Regions from separate parts of the Pan troglodytes genome. Here region 2 is linked to region 1. A link is a contact called in public HiChIP or PLAC-seq data. All regions are on one chromosome and are shown on one strand. The core of a region is the stretch at or near the end of the contact, and the rest is flanking DNA. Distances in the headings are between cores, read along the strand shown.

The links. HiChIP or PLAC-seq counts read pairs in DNA pulled down with a chosen protein or histone mark.
Region 2: an H3K4me3 HiChIP or PLAC-seq map of stem cell-derived excitatory neurons shows a contact between it and region 1, with 9 times the contacts expected there. The contact joins the promoter of HNRNPUL1 here to the promoter of LOC738644 in region 1. A contact is called at or near these places in 1 of 7 Hi-C or Micro-C datasets (stem cell-derived neural progenitor cells) and 1 of 1 datasets of contacts at active chromatin or transcription factors (stem cell-derived excitatory neurons).

Annotation. Positions count from the first base shown.
Region 1 is chr20:43,893,290-43,898,475 of NHGRI_mPanTro3-v2.0_pri, reverse strand. LOC738644 reads left to right here and starts at 2,158. Exons shown (of 5, transcript XM_054672924.2): 1 at 2,158-3,497; 2 at 4,180-4,338; 3 at 4,556-4,717. The coding sequence starts at 3,414.
Region 2 is chr20:44,284,850-44,290,207 of NHGRI_mPanTro3-v2.0_pri, reverse strand. HNRNPUL1 (heterogeneous nuclear ribonucleoprotein U like 1) reads right to left here and starts at 1,924. Exons shown (of 15, transcript NM_001246526.1): 1 at 1,466-1,924. The coding sequence starts at 1,760. It overlaps AXL (AXL receptor tyrosine kinase), which reads right to left. Exons shown (of 20, transcript XM_016936043.3): 20 at 4,495-5,358.

The DNA.
Region 1 (5,186 bases), core at 909-3,408:
CCTGTGATCCTAGCACTTTAGGAGGCTGAGGCAGGAGGATTGCTTGAGACCAAGAGTTGAAGACCAACCTGGCCAACTTAACAAGACCCCATCTCTATAAAAAAACAAAGAGAGGTAGGGAGGAAGAAAAATTGGGCATTCATTCAACAAACATTTACTAAGTGCCTACCGCTGTGCTGAGCGCTACTTTAAGTGCTGGGATACAGAAGCGAACAAGACAAAATCCCTGCTCTGGAAGAGCTGACATTCCAGAGGACAGCCCACCCGAGCAAAATGGAGGAAGAGTCAGGAGCTGGGGAGAAACCAGAAGCCATAATAAAGAGGATCCATTAAAGCCTGTCACAGAGGGTGGGGTAGGGCTGGGGGAGGATGCGGCTTACTGTGCCCCACCACACTCCCGCTGTCAGTGGAGCCAGCAGCTCTGAGCAGGGGTCCTGCCCCACAACCCCTGTCAGTCACCAGGTTCCAGAAAGGCTGACAGGTAGGAAGACCCAGAATAGGGGAGGACAGAATATGGAGGTACAAGGGGGTAAACATGCAGAAAGGCACGCTGAAGAAATAAGGAGAGGCACAGAAGTGCCAGGCTGAGACAAAGGGAAGCACAGACTGGGGGAGATACAGGGAGGGGAAGACACAGACATACTGAAAAGAGAGACAGAAAACAGACACAAACAGAGGCAGAGACTGAGAGAAAAGAGAGAGAGATGGGAAGAGACGGAAAGAGGAGAGAGAGAGATGAACACAGAAACACAGAGACTGAGAGTGAGGGAGGCTGGGCACACTGGTTCACAACTATACTCCCAGCACTTTGGGAGACCAACGCAGAAAGATTGCTTGAGCCCAGGAGTTGGAGACCAGCCTGGGCAACACAGTGACATCCTGTCTCCTTAAAAAATACAAAAATTGGCCGGACGTGGTAGTGTGTACCTATGGTCCCAGCTACTTGGGAGGCCGAGGTGGGAGGCTTGTTTGATCCCAGGAGGTTGAGGCTGCAGTGAGCCATGATCGTACCACTGCACTCCAGCCTGGGGGACAGAAGCCAGACTCTGTCTCAAAAAAAAAAAGAAAAAAGGAAGGAAGGAAGGAAGGAAGGGAGGGAGGGAGGGAGGGAGGGAGGGAGAGACAGAGGGAGGGAGGGAGCAAGCAAGACTGAGAGATGAAACAAAGATACACAGAGACCCTCCCAGAGACAACGCCAGTCCTAGGCTCTGCACAGTGCCCCCCCACCCCCCGCCCACCATCTCCCCAGGTCTGGGCCCTGTGCCAGGCACTTGGAGGAAGGCTGGATTTGGCCAAGTGGGGACAGGCAGGAGGGTGGACCACATTCCTGAACAGTCTGTTCCAAATACAGCCCCAACCTCACTGCTCCCACCACCACAGCCCTGGCCCATCCAGGCCAGAGTCTGCCCCCTCTAGCCCATGCCCTAGGATGGGGGGTGGGGGGGATAGGTGAGAGAATGAGGGATAAGTTTGTCTGTCGTCATGGCCTGGCCTCAGACAGGGACTTGGGGGACTGGATACCAGGGGGTTCAGCAGCATGGGCACAGAACATTTGGGGGCACCTGGGAGCCAGTGCCTTGGGGATAGAGATGGTAGATTCAGGGCAGGACATAATATGGAAGTACAAGGGGATCAACATGCAGAAAGGCACCCTGAAGAACTTAGGAGAGGCACAGAAGTGCCAGACTGATGGACACCCAGAAGCCAGGGAAATTGAAGGCAGATCTGGGGAACAAGCATAGTACACAGGGTCCTAAGAGTAAGGGAAGTGACAAGGGCTCAGGTGTGAGCTCCTAGGAATCACAGGCACAGAGCACAGGAGTGCCAGGGGTGTCTTTAGAAGTGTATTTGAGCCAGGCGCAGTGGCCTGTAGTCTCAACACCTCGGGAGGCCGAGGCAGGCGGATCACCTGAGGTCAGGAGCTTGAGATCTGCCTGGCCAACACGGTGAAACTCCGTCTCTACTAAAAATACAAAAATTAGCCAGGCCTAGTGGTGCATGCCTGTAATCCCAGCTACTCGGGAGGCTGAAACAGGAGAATCTTGAACCTGGGAGGTGGAGGTTGCAGTGAGCCGAGATCCCACGGCTGCACTCCAGCCTGGGCAACAAGAGCGAAACTCTAAGAAGAAGGAAAAAAAAAAAACCAGAAGTGGTGTATTTGAGAGTCGGTGTGTATTTAGGAATCAGAGGTACAGGGTACAGCCTTCAGGGGACCCAGAGGTGGCCCGGAGATTGAGGAATACACACCTACAGGCCAAGTAAATTGGACTCAAAGGTGCTAGGGGCTCAGGAGGGTGCACCTGTTGTCCAGGTGTGTTGCCATGAAAATGCTGGTGCAGCAAAGTTGCTAAGTAAGAAAGGCTGAGGCAGACACACAAAAAAAGCCAGGGGGAGCCAGGGCACAGCTCCACTAGGGCTGGGGGCGGGGTGGAGACGTCGGGTTGGGGAATCCACGGAATGAGCAGCCCGGAGACGCCCACTCCTCCCACATCGCGTCTCCGCCCCGCTCCACCCCTAAGACCCCTTGGAAATCAAATAGAGGTGAAGGGGTGCAGGCGTGGAGAATTGCAGGCATGATGATCGCGGGTATCGCTGCGCTGCTGTTGTGGCTTCTGGTGCTGGCGCCGGCGTGGTGGGGGTAGGGTGGGTGCCGCGCTCAGATGCGGGGGTCCCTACCTCCCCGGCCCAGGCTGCTCCCATTGCTGGAGAACTTGCAGCTGCAGTCCGGAGGCCTGGACCGCGCACTCCATTCCCGACAGGAATTGGGGGACGGAATTCTGGATTCGTGAAGGTGGGGCTGGGGACTAGAACTCCTCCTGAATGAAGACAGCTGAGGGTTTGTACTCTATGATCTTGAGGAAGGACAGGAAGGATGAGTGCTCCGGCCTGCTGAGTACTAGGAAAGGAGTAATAGGGAGTGGAGAGCTTGGGGCAGGGACACTGGGTCGTAACGAAGGAGCCCAGAGCAGGAAATCAGGTTGTGGGAAGAGGGGAGCAGGGGGTCTGTTCTGGTTCAGGGTGGGCAGGCTGAGTACTGAGGGCCCAGGAGACGACTCTGAGGGTGCAGGAGGCTGGGAAGCTGGACTTCTAGGTCCCAAGGGAAGAAGGAAGTGGGGGCCTGGACTCCTGGATCTCAGGGAGGAAGGAGCTGGGGATCTGAATTCCTGGGCATGAGGAATGAGGGTCTGAGACGAGGACTCCTGGGTCTGAAGGAAGAGGGAGCTGGGGGCAATGGCTCCGATGAGGAACCCTATGGGCACCCGCTGAGCACCGCCTACCCGTAGCTCTCCGGCCGCTGGGGCCGGGTGTTCACAGTGCGGCTGGGCCCGCGCCCTGCGGTGGTGCTGTGCGGCTACGCAGCGCTGCGGGACGCGTTAGTGCTACAGGCGGATGCGGTCTCCGGCCGCGGGTCCATGGCAGTCTTCGAACGCTTCACACGCGGAAACAGTGAGGCCCCGGCGCTGGACTTGCCGGCCCGGACGCTCCAGGCTGGGCGGGTAAATGGTAGAGGCGGGCAAGTGGGGGCGGGGCCTAATAGAGACTCCAGCTAATGAGGTGCAAACGGCCGAGAGAGGGCGGGGCGGCGCTAAAGCGTAAGGTTAGAATGGAGGTTCATCCTGCAGCCTAGAGGAGAGAAGAGCCTAAGATTCAAAGTCCCAGAGCCAGCCTAGGTCAGGGATCGAACCCAGCAAAGGCGGGGCCAATGTGTGGATAGGGCACTTGGAGGTGTGGTAAAGAAGCAAAGCGAACGAAGCCGGCCGCAGGGCTCGGAAGCCCCTAAAGGGATGAAGCCAGTGACCCGGCGCTTCCTGGATAGGGCGTGGCCGGCTCCCGGGCCCGCCTCCTTTCCCGTCCCCACCACACGAATCTTGTTTTCTAACCGGCCGTGCTGGTGGACACTGCGCAATTTTGCACTTGGAGCGCTTAAGAAGTTCGGGTTGGGTACGCGGACCCTCGAGGCGCGCGTCCTGGAGGAGGCGGCTTGTCTGCTAAACGAATTTCAAGCCACCATTGCTTCGGCCTGGCCGGGAGAGCGGAAGGGCCTGGTGTGGGAGAGTCCCTTGCACTGCCAAGACGGGGCCACGGGAAGGTATTTGGGTGGAAGAAAGCCAGTAAGCCCATGGGGCTGGCCGGGGGCAGGACCACGCGTTATGACCACCGTCCTGTTCCTACCCCCAGGAGCCCCGTTTGACCCCGTGCGGCTACTGGATAATGCTGTATCCAATGTTATCTGTTCTTGTCTTCGGGAACCGCTATGGCTACGGGGACCCGGAGTTCCTGAGGCTCCTGAACCTCTTCAGTGACAATTTCCGCATCATTAGTTCCAGATGGGGCGAGGTGAGAGGGCCGGCCACAATCTTTCCTTGGTGCGTCCAGCCTTATGCCAAATCCCGAGTACACAGACCTACCTACAATGGATCATTAGAATGGGACAGATTCCTGTAAGAGTTCTAGAACATCCAGTATCAAAGTCCTAGTCCAATCTCCCTGTAGGCAAACTAAGGCCTAGTGACCTTGTGCAGGGCCCATGTTGAGACAGACCCTCTCTCTCCAGATGTACACTTGCCCGTCTCTCATGGACTGGCTCCCGGGCCCGCACCACCGAATCTTCCGAAACTTTTCGGAGCTGCGGGTCATCTCTGAGCAAATCCAACGACACTGGCAGATGCGGCAGCCAGCGGAGCCCCGCGATTTCATTGACTGCGTGACCAGATGGGTAAGGCATGGGTCCCAGCTCTCTAAACTCTATCCATGCCACCCACCAACAGGTGCCTGGCACGCGGCAGCACCATCTCCTCTGCCCACAGTAACAGCAGGACCCGGAGAGCCATTTCCAGGAGTAGACGTCGGTAATGACGACGCATTTTTTTTTTTTTTTTGGCGTCACCGAAACCACGAGCACCACCCTGTGCTATGGGCTCCTCATTCTGCTTAAGTACCCAGAGGTGGCAGGTGTGCAACCCGGAGAGACCCAGAATGGGAGGCTGCAGTTTGGGGATGGCTGGAGGGTCCTGGAAGTGCGCAGCTCACAGCCTCCCCCGGCCTGAGCCAAGGTGCAGGAGCTGGACCCTGTGGTAGGGTGGAGGCCCGCCCCAAGCCTGGACTATCCCGTGTGCCTGCCCTACACCAACGCAGTGCTGCTCGAGATCCAGTGCTTCATCAGCGTGGTGCCCCTGGGGCTGCCG
Region 2 (5,358 bases), core at 675-3,174, 390 kb before region 1:
ACGGGGTTTCACTATGTTGGCCAGGCTGGTCCTGAACTCCTGACCTCGTGATCCGCCCGCCTCGGCCTCCCAAAGTGCCGGAATAACAGGCGTGAGCCACTGCACTCGGCCCGAAAGCTGCTTTTTTTCTAACTGAAGATTCACGCCGTCCCATATCAGGGTTTCCTCTCCTCAGACGACCGCAGGTCTACCCGAACCCATTCCCAGAGTCACACCTCCTGGCTGATGAAGAGTTCCGTGCTGCTCCCCGAGGGCCCCCACTCCCTGGGTACACAAATAACTGCTTCTGGGAACCGACGAGATTTCTCTTGGAGACGCTCAGGTCCAGAAACATTCCCCACACTCCACTCTGAGGCCTCCAGTGAAGTCAACAGGTTTCTTTCTCTTTGCTCCCTACGGCCTCCCCCCTCCCCATATTCGCTAAGCCAGATACGTACTCCTGTGCTGGACACAGGATCCTCTGTCTCCCGCCACACATTTCATCCACTTGGAATGTTACCAACTCATCTGCCCCCATCCCACCCCCAGCTACCCCCTGTTCTCCAAAAACCCCACAGTTAGCTCCAGACCAGTCAGCAGCAGCCTCAAGAGTTATCTGCCCTCAGTTTTCTTAGCTCTAGACCCCCAGATCCTTTGTCCAGGGAAGCATCCTCTCCCCCGCCAGCCTCTGGACACCAGGGCTCCCTATACCTCTTCTAGAAGCCAATCAGAAAGTCCTCAGATCTCCCAGCACCTAATGTCCAGGCTCTGCCTGCTTCAAGGGTGGCCTTCCAGCCCCGGAAGAGAGATGGGGGTGCCCCCTAGTTCAATCTCCCGCAGCCCCTAAATGCTCACTAGCCAAACTCCAAAGCACTCAGTCCATGAGGACCCTCCCCAGCCACAGACACCAGCGCCTCCACCTCACCCACCCACCCCCGTACCCAAATAGGAGAACGCCCAGGATCGCATCCAGCGGCATATTCCAGGATCCTCCTTCCTCAGAACTCTCGCAGCCCCGCACACCTGGACATTCCTTCCCCACCCTGGAAACACCGCTCCCCACCCCCCAGCCCACACGCTGGGCTAGCACGACCGCCAAGCCCACGGAGCTCCGTACCCTAGGATCCCCATTTTCGAGACCCTCCCCAACCCAAACGGAAAACCTCTTGTTCTTCCGACTCTCTTCGGCTCCAGAAAGCAGTTTCCGGTCTCCGATCCCTACGGTACGGAATCCTCCCCGCCACCCCCGTCCCTCACCTCCGAAACCCAGAGGCCCCTCCCCCAGTGTCCCCCCTGCACCGAGTGTCAGGATCCACCCTCCGGTCGTGCTGGGGCCCTGGTCCCCAGATCCTTTTCGGCGGCGGGTAGCGGGATCCCCCGATCCTCAGGTCGTCTCCCCGACCTCAGGCGCTGGACTCCCGCGTCCCACAGCCCTTTCCTCGGCCCAGGCTCCGGGCTCCCCGGCCCCCGCCCCGCGCACTCTCACAATGTCCGTCCGGCCCCGAGTAGCCGCCGGGCTCCGCGTGCGGCTGCAGCCCGGGCGGCGGTGGCTGCGCGGTCCCCTCCAGCTCGGAGCCCCCCTCGGTCTCGACCTCCTCGTTGATGTGCCCGGGTCGCCCCGGTTCGTCGTCGGCGTCGAGCTCCCGCTCGTCGTCAGGCTCCTCGGCCTCCAACGCCGCCTGCAGCCGCTCAGCAAGCTCGGCCTTGAGGCCTCGAGTGTCCAGGCCGCGGCGCTGCAGCTCCTCGCGAAGTTCGTTCACCTTCAGACGGCGCACATCCATGGCCCGGGCCCCCGGGGTGGCCCCCGAGCCCGGCCCGGCCTCCCAGGGCTCTGTCCCCCTTAAACCTTTCCTGTCAGGAGGCGAAGGGGGAAAGGGGGGGGGGCCCACTCCAATGGCGGCAGCGGCTCAAAATGGCCGCCGCCACCGCCTCCCCCCTCACTCGTGCCTCGTCCGATGTAACATGAGTGCCAATTGGTCAGTGCGTGGGGCAACGGGCGCGGGCCCGGAAACCTAGCCAATCAGAGCGCCGTTTTCAAAACAACGGCCACGAGAAGGCCTAGGAGCTACCGGGGAGGAAGCGTTGGCCTACGTCGAAGCCGAGGCCGGAGCGGAGGGCGGGAAAAGGCAGGAGGCGGAGCGCTTGCTGATTGGGTAACTCTCGCGCGCCGGCTGCCGTAAGGCCCAATGAAAATAAGGGAGTAACAATTTGGTCCAATCAACGGTAAGATCTCAGAATGAGCGTCCCACGGCCTTTCCTGCGCAGTCTTTCATCAAACTAAGTGTCTCTGTAACACACATTCCGATTGGTGTATATCTCCCGCCCCTTGAGGAGTCCGAGCGGGTAAAACCACTAGAACCAATCAAATGGAGGGTCGGCAGAAACCCCTCCTTCCTGTTGCCTTTAAGAAACCGGAAAGAGATGAATTCACCAGGAGCCCGCCCCTTGCCGTTAGGGCGGTTTCAAAACAATCTGCCCACCAATCGCAGTTATTGTCTTAGCTCACTAAAGCTGGTAGCGATGGCTCGTTTTAGGAAAAGTTCACCAGATTGGCCGTGCTTCAGAGGACTGCCTCACAAATTTCGCTGTAGGAGGAGGTATACGAAATAGAGATTAAGTGGATACACAGTTCGTAATCTGGAAGGAACCCAGTTGCCTTTAGGAAAAGCAAAATTTTGAGTTTAGAGAGTCCCGAAGGTTTGGCTATAGAAACTAGACTAACAACGGGAGGCAAGTTGTAAAGGACACGGCCTCCCCTTCCCTTGGGTAGTCCGCGACCGCCTTGCTCTATGGTCGGGTACCTGACGTGGAACGGGCGCTCTGCACGCGACCATAGAGCCTTCCCCTCCCGAAAGACATCCAGAAGTTCACCGACCGCTCTCCCGAATCCTCTAATCGGCTGTTCCCGTAAATCGGGCTGTCTGGCGTCTGTACCGACAAGCTCAACCCCACGGATCCGTCATTAACCTTCGCGCTCAGGAATACAAAAGCCACAGAGCTTCCCAGTGTCTAACGCTGCACCACCTGTCGCCTCTAACTCAAAACAAAACTCGAGTAAGACGCAATCGGGATACATGATGCAGACGCCCACTGCCTCCTGAGCCACACGTTAACCCCGCAAAAGCCACACACTATCTCTACTTAGACAAAGGCACACCCCACAGACGTAAACAAACAGGCGTGCGTCAGATCAGACGCATCCAGTTCTTTTTTTTGTTGTTCTTTTTTTTTTTTTTTTTTTTTTGAGACGGAGTCTGGTTCTTGTTGCCCTGGCTGGAGTGCAGGGCCTCTATCTCAGCTCACCGCAACCTCCACCTCCCGTGTTCAAGCGATTCTCCTGCCTCATCCTTCCGAGTAGCTGGGATTACAGGTCCCCGCCACCATGCCCGGCTAATTTTTGTATTTTTAGTAGAGACGGGGTTTCACCATGTTGGCCAGGCTGGTCTCGAACTCCTGACCTCAAGTGATCCGCCCGCCTCGGCCTCCCAAAGTGCTGGGATTACAGGCGTGAGCCACCGCGCCCGGCCCCAATTCCGATCTGCTTTGGGTAAGGCACCCCGCTGCAGTGTAGATGTGCCCACTACGGTCCGCAGAGGCAGGCGGCATCGAATAATAAAGATAACACAGGATAGTTGCACTACAAGCGAACACTACAGCAACCCAGACACACAGCACCCACTCAGCAGCGGGACAGACACTCACGTGGGCCCAGAGGTTCCAGTCCAGACACCCCGCCCCTCGCCCACGTCCGACTTCCTCTCTCTCTCTCTCCTCCCAGCTTCCCACAATGATTTGTTCTAAAAAAGTTTGTGGCCCGGATTGAACTGTCCCCGGTTCTCAGGAGCCGCCACTGGAGGGCGTCCGGGCGCTGCCAACAAGGGTTTCTCCATTTGCTGCCGGCCACACCCGCGAACGCCCGCTCGCGAGTGCGTGCCAGACACGGTGGGCTGGTCTTCGCTGGAGGCCCTTTGTGGGTCCGTGATGATCGGAGGTGTTCTGTGCCTGTGTTTCTATGTCAGTCTGAACGTTCGGGGTTGTGAGTACCTGTTGTACTCTACATGTCTCTTGAGTATTTGTGTCACTTGACTCTAGGTCTGTGTCTCTTCCTATTCGTGGCGGGTATCTGCCTGAGCATGTTTGTAAATATGCTTGTGTCTGTTTAATTCTGTGTGTCTGTGTTACTCTATGCGTCTGAGTTTCAGTCTTTGTATTTGTGACCAGGTCCTCCTGGGTGTGTCCATTAATTCATGTGTCTGTTAGTTTGCGGCGGAACAGGTGTGTGTGTGTGTGTCTGTGATCCTGGATCTGTATGCCAGTTCCTCACTGGGGGTTTCTGAGAACCTGCATCTCTTTGCTTGTGTGTCTTTTTGTCTATCTGTATGTTCATTTCTACCCTCTCTAGTGAGGACAGAATTCCAAGACCCCACCAAGCCCTTCTTTTTTCTGATGGGGGAACTGAATTGCCAGGGAATGGGGCCACATCACAGCTAAAAGGAGACAAGAGGAGACAGAAGCTCGTTGATATACAAAGTTTTATGTGACCTGAGCCCCTCTGGAGGCACCAGAGTCCACACTCTGTACTCAGAAGGTGAGGGATTGGCTCACGGGGGCAACATGGCCCGAAAGGTGGGAGATCGTCCATCCCCTGCGGGAAAGGAGGCATCCCTAATGCATTGCACAGGCTTGAAGGGGGCACACCCCCACAGTTGGGGAGGAGGAAGCGATGATGGCTAAGAAGGAGAGGGGCATCCCAAAGAATACTACAGTATAGGGTTAGAACCTTGAAATTGCACCTAATAGTCTAGACCTGTGGACCTTTAGAATCTTAGAAACTTAGAACATTTGAGTCTTAGAACTACAGTGCCTAGAACTATAAGATTTTAGAAATGTGGATTCTTGGACTCTTAACCATGGTCCTAGAGAGGCAGAATGCAGCAAAGAACCTAAAGGTGTCCAACATTAGAAATTATTAGAACTTTGGTGTCTAGTTAGTCACAACTGAGTGTGAGAGTCTTATAACTTAGATGCTTAGGATCCGGAATTTTGGACCAATGGAATCTAGAGTGCCTTGAAACAGAACAGACCATTAGAATCTTATTTAATCATCTAGAATCTTGGAGCATCTGATCTAGAATCTTAGACACAGAGAATCTAAGATCTTAGAGTAAGTCTTAGAATATCACATCTTAGAACACCGGACCTTAGAAACTCCATCTTTAGACTCTTGGAACTTTTGAATTGCAGATTCTAGAGCTTTTGACCCTTAGGATCTAGGATCTTATACAAGAGAATCTATTATCATAAAGCCTCAGAAACTATAATTGATCATCATTAGAATCTTAGAACTTGATAACATTTTGAAGCCTTATGATCTAGAGC